Linked DNA regions of Gasterosteus aculeatus: region 1 is linked to region 2. Evidence: chromatin contacts called from public Hi-C data. All regions are on one chromosome and are shown on one strand. Each heading gives the region's core, a stretch centred on a gene start, on an enhancer-like site or on the middle of the called end of the contact. The rest is flanking DNA. Distances are from core to core; before and after follow the strand shown.

Evidence for each region. A called contact is a pair of places that touch in the nucleus more often than the background predicts.
Region 1: a Hi-C map of skeletal muscle shows a contact between it and region 2, with 3 times the contacts expected there. The contact joins the promoter of znf503 here to the enhancer-like site in region 2. A contact is called at or near these places in 4 of 6 Hi-C or Micro-C datasets (skeletal muscle, tail fin and whole body).

Annotation. Positions count from the first base shown.
Region 1 is chr6:13,143,696-13,147,241 of fGasAcu3.hap1.1, reverse strand. It overlaps znf503 (zinc finger protein 503), which reads right to left and starts at 1,796. Exons shown (of 2, transcript XM_040179201.2): 1 at 153-1,796. The coding sequence starts at 410. LOC120820934 (a long non-coding RNA gene) reads left to right here and starts at 887. Exons shown (of 3, transcript XR_013467922.1): 1 at 887-978; 2 at 2,208-2,563; 3 at 2,667-3,045.
Region 2 is chr6:13,023,146-13,026,558 of fGasAcu3.hap1.1, reverse strand. It overlaps lrmda (leucine rich melanocyte differentiation associated), which reads left to right. Exons shown (of 7, transcript XM_040179117.2): 4 at 880-1,019. Among protein-coding and RNA genes, the nearest start is that of lrmda, 120 kb to the left of the region's middle. Within about 2 kb of position 1,893, at least 1 of the 9 cell types and tissues checked has open chromatin away from gene starts, as enhancers often do.

The DNA of each region.
Region 1 (3,546 bases), core at 547-3,046, 120 kb before region 2:
ACTTAACACCGCACACAACAGTTTAACACCAAAAACAACAGCCGGTCGGGAGATGATTGCATTATAACCGAGGGCTTGCAGGAGATTGTCACGCGACGCACCTAAACTAAACATTACGCGCCGAAAGAAGAAAAACCACCTTTCTCTCTTACCTCGATGGGGCTGATCGGGGTAGAAGGCAAAGGCTGCAGATACTCCGGGTGCAAAATGTGTCCTGACCGGGCGGTGAGCATTTTCAGAACCTTGATGGGGAGTCGGCTCGCTTGCCGTAGCGGATCGCACGGGGGCGCGGGGTGGAGAAAAGGCTTGTTGACGCTCGCCGAGCTGCTATTCCGAGAACTGCCGCTCTCCCAGACTGCTGCGCGAATGCCACTATTCTTCAGGATAGACGCCGAGGGGGACGTGATCATGTCCCAATTGTCAGGAAATGAAACGGCGATGTTTTTCTTGGATTCATTAAGAAAACCAAAACGCACATTCAGACTCCCCCTCTCTCCCTCTCTTTCTCTCTCTCTCTCTCTTTCTCTGGGTTGGTCAGGTGAACAGAAAAGGAAAGAATGGTGAAACTGTTCGATAACGAGTAATCCGGGTAAAAGGGGCGAAGGCGCGGCAGCTGGATGGAGACCGTGCGAGTTTATCGCGGATCCGTGGCTGTGTCCTGCACCATGAGCGTCGCGCCTTGAGTGCGTCTGTCTCTCGCAGGTCCTCGCTCCCTACTCCCTCAAGTGCGAACTAGTAGAAAATGTTCACTTTTCAAAAGCAGCTGAATTAGTCCGAGATTAAAGCCGTTGCCGCCTTCCAATCAAATGGGACCCCGAGGTGATTGGAGGGTCAAGGGGATGTGACGTTCTCCTCTTTGTAAGCGCCTGTGTTTCGACAGCTCGGGGGAGGAGATGAGGTTTTATATACTGTGGTTCGCGTGAACGCTCGCGCGGATTCTTTCTTTGTTTAGACGCGGGGCGACCGGGACACAGAAAAGTGAGTAAGTAACAGAATAGATGGTCAACCCATCTGGACAACGAAGGCCACGTTTACAGAGGTGTTTTTGCTGCGTCTAGTTCGTGTCTGTATCATCAATAACACATTCGTTTTCATAAATACAAAATCTACGCTTAGAGAACCGACTTGTTACTGCTTCATTGGCAGTCATTGTTAAAGCTAACTCGGGTTTAGGCTTACAGGTGAAATACACATCATCATCACCAGAATACTACGTTATAATAATAATAATAATACGTTAACAAGTATGTTATTTGTGATTCTCTGACGGTCTGTAGCCCGAGAGACGCGCTACGTTTGCGCCACCGCGTCCGGACCGGGGACTTCATCCTGGACCTGCAAACATAAAACCAACCGCTTCAGCTTGAATTCCCTAAACAGACAAGCGTTGACAGGAATAGACCAATGTAGTGATGGAGGGATGTGACTGTCACATGTTTTCAGTATAATATACACCGCCCTTCTATTTCTATCTCCACCCCTCCGTCAAGTGTCAATTCTGCTCCACCGCAATCAATCAGTTATTTGTCAGACGCTGTCAATCCACCGCTTGATTTATGTCAGCTATTGTGGCTGATTACATGCCACTGTGACTGCGGGGGGGAAGAACAAATGGGTAGAGACAATTCGGCAAGAAGACACCAAGTTTCCAGGGGAAATAAATCGATCCTCGAGTTAACATTTCATTTTTAGACGCATCGCCAATCGCCGACCTCCCCCCCCCCAAAGTCCAAAAGCAGAGGATTAAACTAGGTTTCCATTCTTCTCTGCCCCCCCACAAAAGTCTATAACTTTTTAGTTCATCATCAAACAACCCCGGAGGTGGCACACATGGTGACATGTTAACTCTCAGTGCAGCTCACTGTGTGCAGCTGGCAGGGCTTTAAGGTGTTAAAATGCCTTTTTTTTTGCTGTAATCGGCGTTAACAGAAAACGGGGAAACACAGTTAAACCGAAAAGCGTCCGAAACAAATGAAAAAAAAAGAAACCCGTCAAAAAAGAACAGATCACGTTATTAAATAAAATATAGTTGGAATGAATAAATTAATATCCATTATTTATGCTATATCAACTTTAGCCCTTTCAGACAGGTTTGCACAAACAATCTGCGAGAAGAAAACATTGATTTGAAAATTGATAATGTGTAAAACATCACGGAACAGAACCCTGTCCATTTTGGCTAAACACATCTGCTATTGTGTTTTTAGAACCTGTCATCTGCCTCGGGCACACTGTCATCTGCAACAAGAACAACAAAGACAGGGAACAAAAAAGAAGAAGAAGAAGAAGAAAATCCAGACATTTTATATTGATGTCAGCTCGATTTTATTTACATACAATGAAAATGATTTATTTTTCTCAAAGAGAAGCGGACAGGGGAGAAAGAAAAGGGGAGAAATGGTCTGTCAGGCCGCTGAGAAAAGAAGTTTAAAATGCCTTGAACTATTCACCGCTGAGATGCCTAATCAGTACTGAGGCTCCGGGGCAATCGGGCAGCTTTTCAATGCGGGTTTCCTTTCATCTCAATCGGGATGGAGGCGCTCAATTAAAAGCCTATCAGTTTGTAAGTAAATCAACGCCTATCAAAGTTGTCACATCAAACAAAACGATTATTACTGCAACCCGCCTTTGCCATTAATCTCTTTCTGTGATAATCTGCTTGACAGGTCAACTTGGAGAGCATGAAAACCTGGAGTGGACAGTCGAAGGGGCTAAATTATATTTCCTGGTGGAAAACAGACCAAACAAAACAAAAACAGCCGTGATGGTTAAAATTTATTTGAGTTCATAATCTGCCATGAATACAATGTAGAATGAAAGTTGTGGTAAATAAATCAAATACAGCAAATTATGTTTTTCCATAAGATAAAAATAACAATCTTTGGCAAAAAATGTAGAAATTAAACTGGCAAAAAATATTTTAGGTAAAAGTTGAAAAAAGCTTGGTTTCAGTTTACAGGCCTGCCTATAGTCTGCATGGGTGAGCACTACGTTGCAAACTATGGACTGATCAATAAAAACAAGGAATAAATGATTAAATAAGTCAATGTTGAGATACTGCGTCATATAAATGAACCGCATTTATTTTAATGTGAGTTTAGAAGAGGGGGAACAACGTGTAAAGGAGTTGAGCTCTATTCCCTCAAATGTTTCCATTGTTTTTGTCCTACATGAGGGGGAGGGACGTTTCACAATATGCAAAGATGTGTGATTGATAACAGGCTTGCTGTTTTCTGCAAGGACTGTCAGTCCGTGACACAATATGTGAGTTATTAGGGCAAAGAAGGGCAACCATAAATTTTCCCTGTCAGGTGAAAACCCTCTTTATTGTCCGCATGACGAATGGGCTTCTGCGCCAACATTCTCGGCATTCCCCTTAAATGGGAACACATTTTAGCGACTATAATTCCTGATATTTAAATAGAAAGTTTTAATATCCGCATATATTTTACAACACTGACATGCTTATGAATCACTCTTTGCATGCAAATGAAAGATTTACATCTCGTGAAGGAGTGTGTTGGATTTGAGGGTTTACTGTAAACT
Region 2 (3,413 bases), core at 644-3,143:
ACACACCCTTTTAGTTCACTGATTCTCGCAGTTCCTTGTGTTCTACTTTACATTTTTTTTTAAACACCCCAAATTCTAGACATCGGCACATTGCAAAGCTGTTTATGATCAGTCTGAAATGTGTGAACTTCCCGTCGAAGCTTCAGAACAGGTTTAGCAATGTGTCCTGTTTTCCTCTGGTTATGCAGATCCTGCTGGGTAACGATGTTCACTCTCTTGCTCATTCACACACACACACACACACACACACACACACACACACACACACGCATCCAAAGTCAACATAAAAACTGGGGCTCCTTGAAGTGTGCGTCTGGGACTGTGTGCTGAGTTGGGTTGTGAAGTGGTCGGCACATGCTAATAGGCCAATTATGTACATCCTGTCGTGGCACAGTGCCATTTTAAAGCTTGAGCACTGCATTAGTGCAGTTGTATTTTGACACTTCGGGGCTCAATTTTCCAAGTGAATGTATTAGTGATGAATGTGCCTGCTTAAGGGCTGTTTGTTTTTTTTCCACGTTTTCGCAAAAGTTTTCCACAGCACGGCTCTGGGAAGCACGGACCGTTTGAACCGCAGGGCATCCATCATTTTGTCACTGTTCTGCACCCAGGCCACCTAGGAAATGAAAGAGATCGAGAGAAAAGAGAGAGAGAGAGAGAGCGGCAGCCAAATCGTGTCACTACTATATGCCAAAGCCTGCACCTTAAATTGCCCCTCTGGCTGCCCGGTCGCACAAAGCCACTGACTAACCCCTTTGAGCACTTCGCTAAATTTGACAGTGATTTGTTTTAGTGCGGACAGGCACGGAAGGGGCCACGCGGGTAGTAAATGCTAATGTAATTAACAGCGTTAGGTCCTTGACATCCGCCCTTTGACACCTGACTGATATCGAGGACCTGCTGGAACACTTGGCTGATGTGACCCCGTCACTGGTGTACCTAAGCCTGCTGGGAAATGAGGCCTGCCCCAACCAGCTGGTCAGCCCGGATAAGGATGAGGACGACTACCAGAGATACAGGTCAGTTACTACGCGGACTGTGACGGCGACGTGGCACATGAATAAGGCACAGCTTTCACACATGACCCGTTTAGATAGATGGAGAGATCGTGTTTAGGGTGGGGTGTGTTTTTATTTTCTAGTCAGACAGTTTTGATCCTGAGCTATTCAGAGTCGTAGCTTTTTGTAAGTAATGGATGTGGAGATGTTCCTTTTTTCTAAAACATCCAGCCCCCCCCCCCTACATTTCACTTGCAGACTGCGGATCCAACCACATCACTCTAAAAGCTTTGTCAACTGGCCCCTCTACACTCCAGTTTGCAAAATGGATTTCATGTGTGACTAGTCGCCACCACAAATGAGTGTTTACTACCCTACCTTACCAGAACAGATGATGCATTAAACATCAAGCCAGGCCTGGAGCCATGCAATATGACCACCATTTGTCAGGGTCCTTTACATGAAATGTGATAAAAGGCGAAAAGCACACTCTCTTTTGTCTGTTTTTGCCCTAAGTGCTTGTTTCTGACTCTGCGTTGCCTATTAATCATTTACCACCCATGCCTTTCTTGAATAATCTTTCTTCTCTCCTTTTTTGCCCCCCCCCCTCCATCCCCCTCCTCGCCTCAACCCTCGCGCCTCCCTCTCTCACTTTGCCTCTCCAGCTCCCCCCTTTCCCCCTCGCCCCGCATGCTTATCTTTGCCGGTGAGGAAAGCTGTTCTGTTTTGACTGACAACGTCTAGAGTCCTGTAATGTAATATTCATAATGTGTCACAGAGTAAAACATCAGTTTGAGCGTGATGCAGATTTCATGTCTGACAAGGTTAGGCTGTGTGGAGGTCGTGACAGCATTGGCCTTGGGCAATAAATACCCAGCCCAATGCCCCGAGAGGTCTGAACTACCCTCGCGCGTTGCATCGGTGCCCCAATTAGTGCAACGACACAGAAACACGGTATTCTTTCACACAGCATGCAGTGTGGCTGGAGGTTAAATGGTGTCCCGTTCTTTAGCCGGCCAATGTGGCCATTTGTGGTACTACAATAATACCAGAGTTCAAGGCTGTAGTATTATATGTTCACAAAGGCTACTGATTATGCATCTCCTCAGGGAACTATTAAACTACTGATATGTATGTCAACCTCTTTCTTTTCTCTTTGTTTCTGCATTGTTTAAATATTAACATGTCTCTTGATGCTCTTTGGGGAAAGTTATCAGTTTGTCCGATCTCGTTTCGTTTCACATCAAAGAGCTTTGGCCTGAGGTCCCTCAGCCACTGACTGTAATGCTCACTCAACCTTTTTCTAATGGCCCTCAATGTCACTTTTGTTATCCTCCGTAGATGTGATACTAGGTTAGTGATTGATAACTCTTTTATTGGAACTATTATTCATCAGTAATTCCTATCAAATATTGGCAAAAAGTGTTTCTTTATTTGGAATTTTCAAGCAAAATACATTGAAATATCAAGGGCAGCTTCTAGCAAATAAGTATTATTTATTTATTAACCTATCCAACCATTTTCCTACGAATTATAGACTGTAAACAAAAGTACATTTGAGGAAAGTATGATAGCAGCATAAATCTATTTTATCTACAACATCCACCTCCAAGGGCAGCGGGAATCCCATTGTTGTTATCACATGTTTGAAACGGCTAAACAAAGTGTGTGAGAGTGAGTTTTTTCTTTCCTTGCAGTCCCCCCTCTCCCCCACCCTCCCCCCTCACCCCCTGTGTGCTCTCGGTTCCTCCCGCTTTGGTGGGTGTGAATCATTAATATCCCTACCGGCTGACAGAGCCTTGTCATCGGCTCTGACCCTGTGATGGTGGGTTACCTACGGAGAATAACCTCCCTGCACGTCTCCCAAGGGCATCTTCACGTTTCATCATGGAAATGCCCCCGAACAAAGTCCTCTTACAGGGAGGGAGACACAGGATAGGATTGGGGGCTCTTGAATTTAAGTGCTGGTGCTCTCATCGGAAAAGGAGCTCTTATTAGGAACAAGTCATTTCACCCTATGCTGATGTTTTTAATTTAAGGCCAAATGTATTTTTGTGGATACGCACTCTGTTTTGTGTACCTTTCAAACTATTTCAGACGTTTCGCGTTTTGCGTTTTGCATGGAGATACCATCCGTTCCGTGTCAGTCTAAACGTGATCCCTGCATCCCTTTCTTATAATCCTCAAGTGATGAGAACTTGACACGAGCTTTGCCATCTCCCCTCATCGCCCATTGCCCGTCATCGATTTGTCCCGGCTCTTTGCGCTCAGGTCTCGTCTGTGCCCGCATCCCCCGTCCTTTCTCACCCTCCACTTAGGCGCTGAATGCATGTCCTCTTTGGCTACCGGTTCAGCCCTGACATGCTGGTTCCTCTATCCCTGCCTGCCTGTGAAAGGATCTGTTGTCGTCTATGT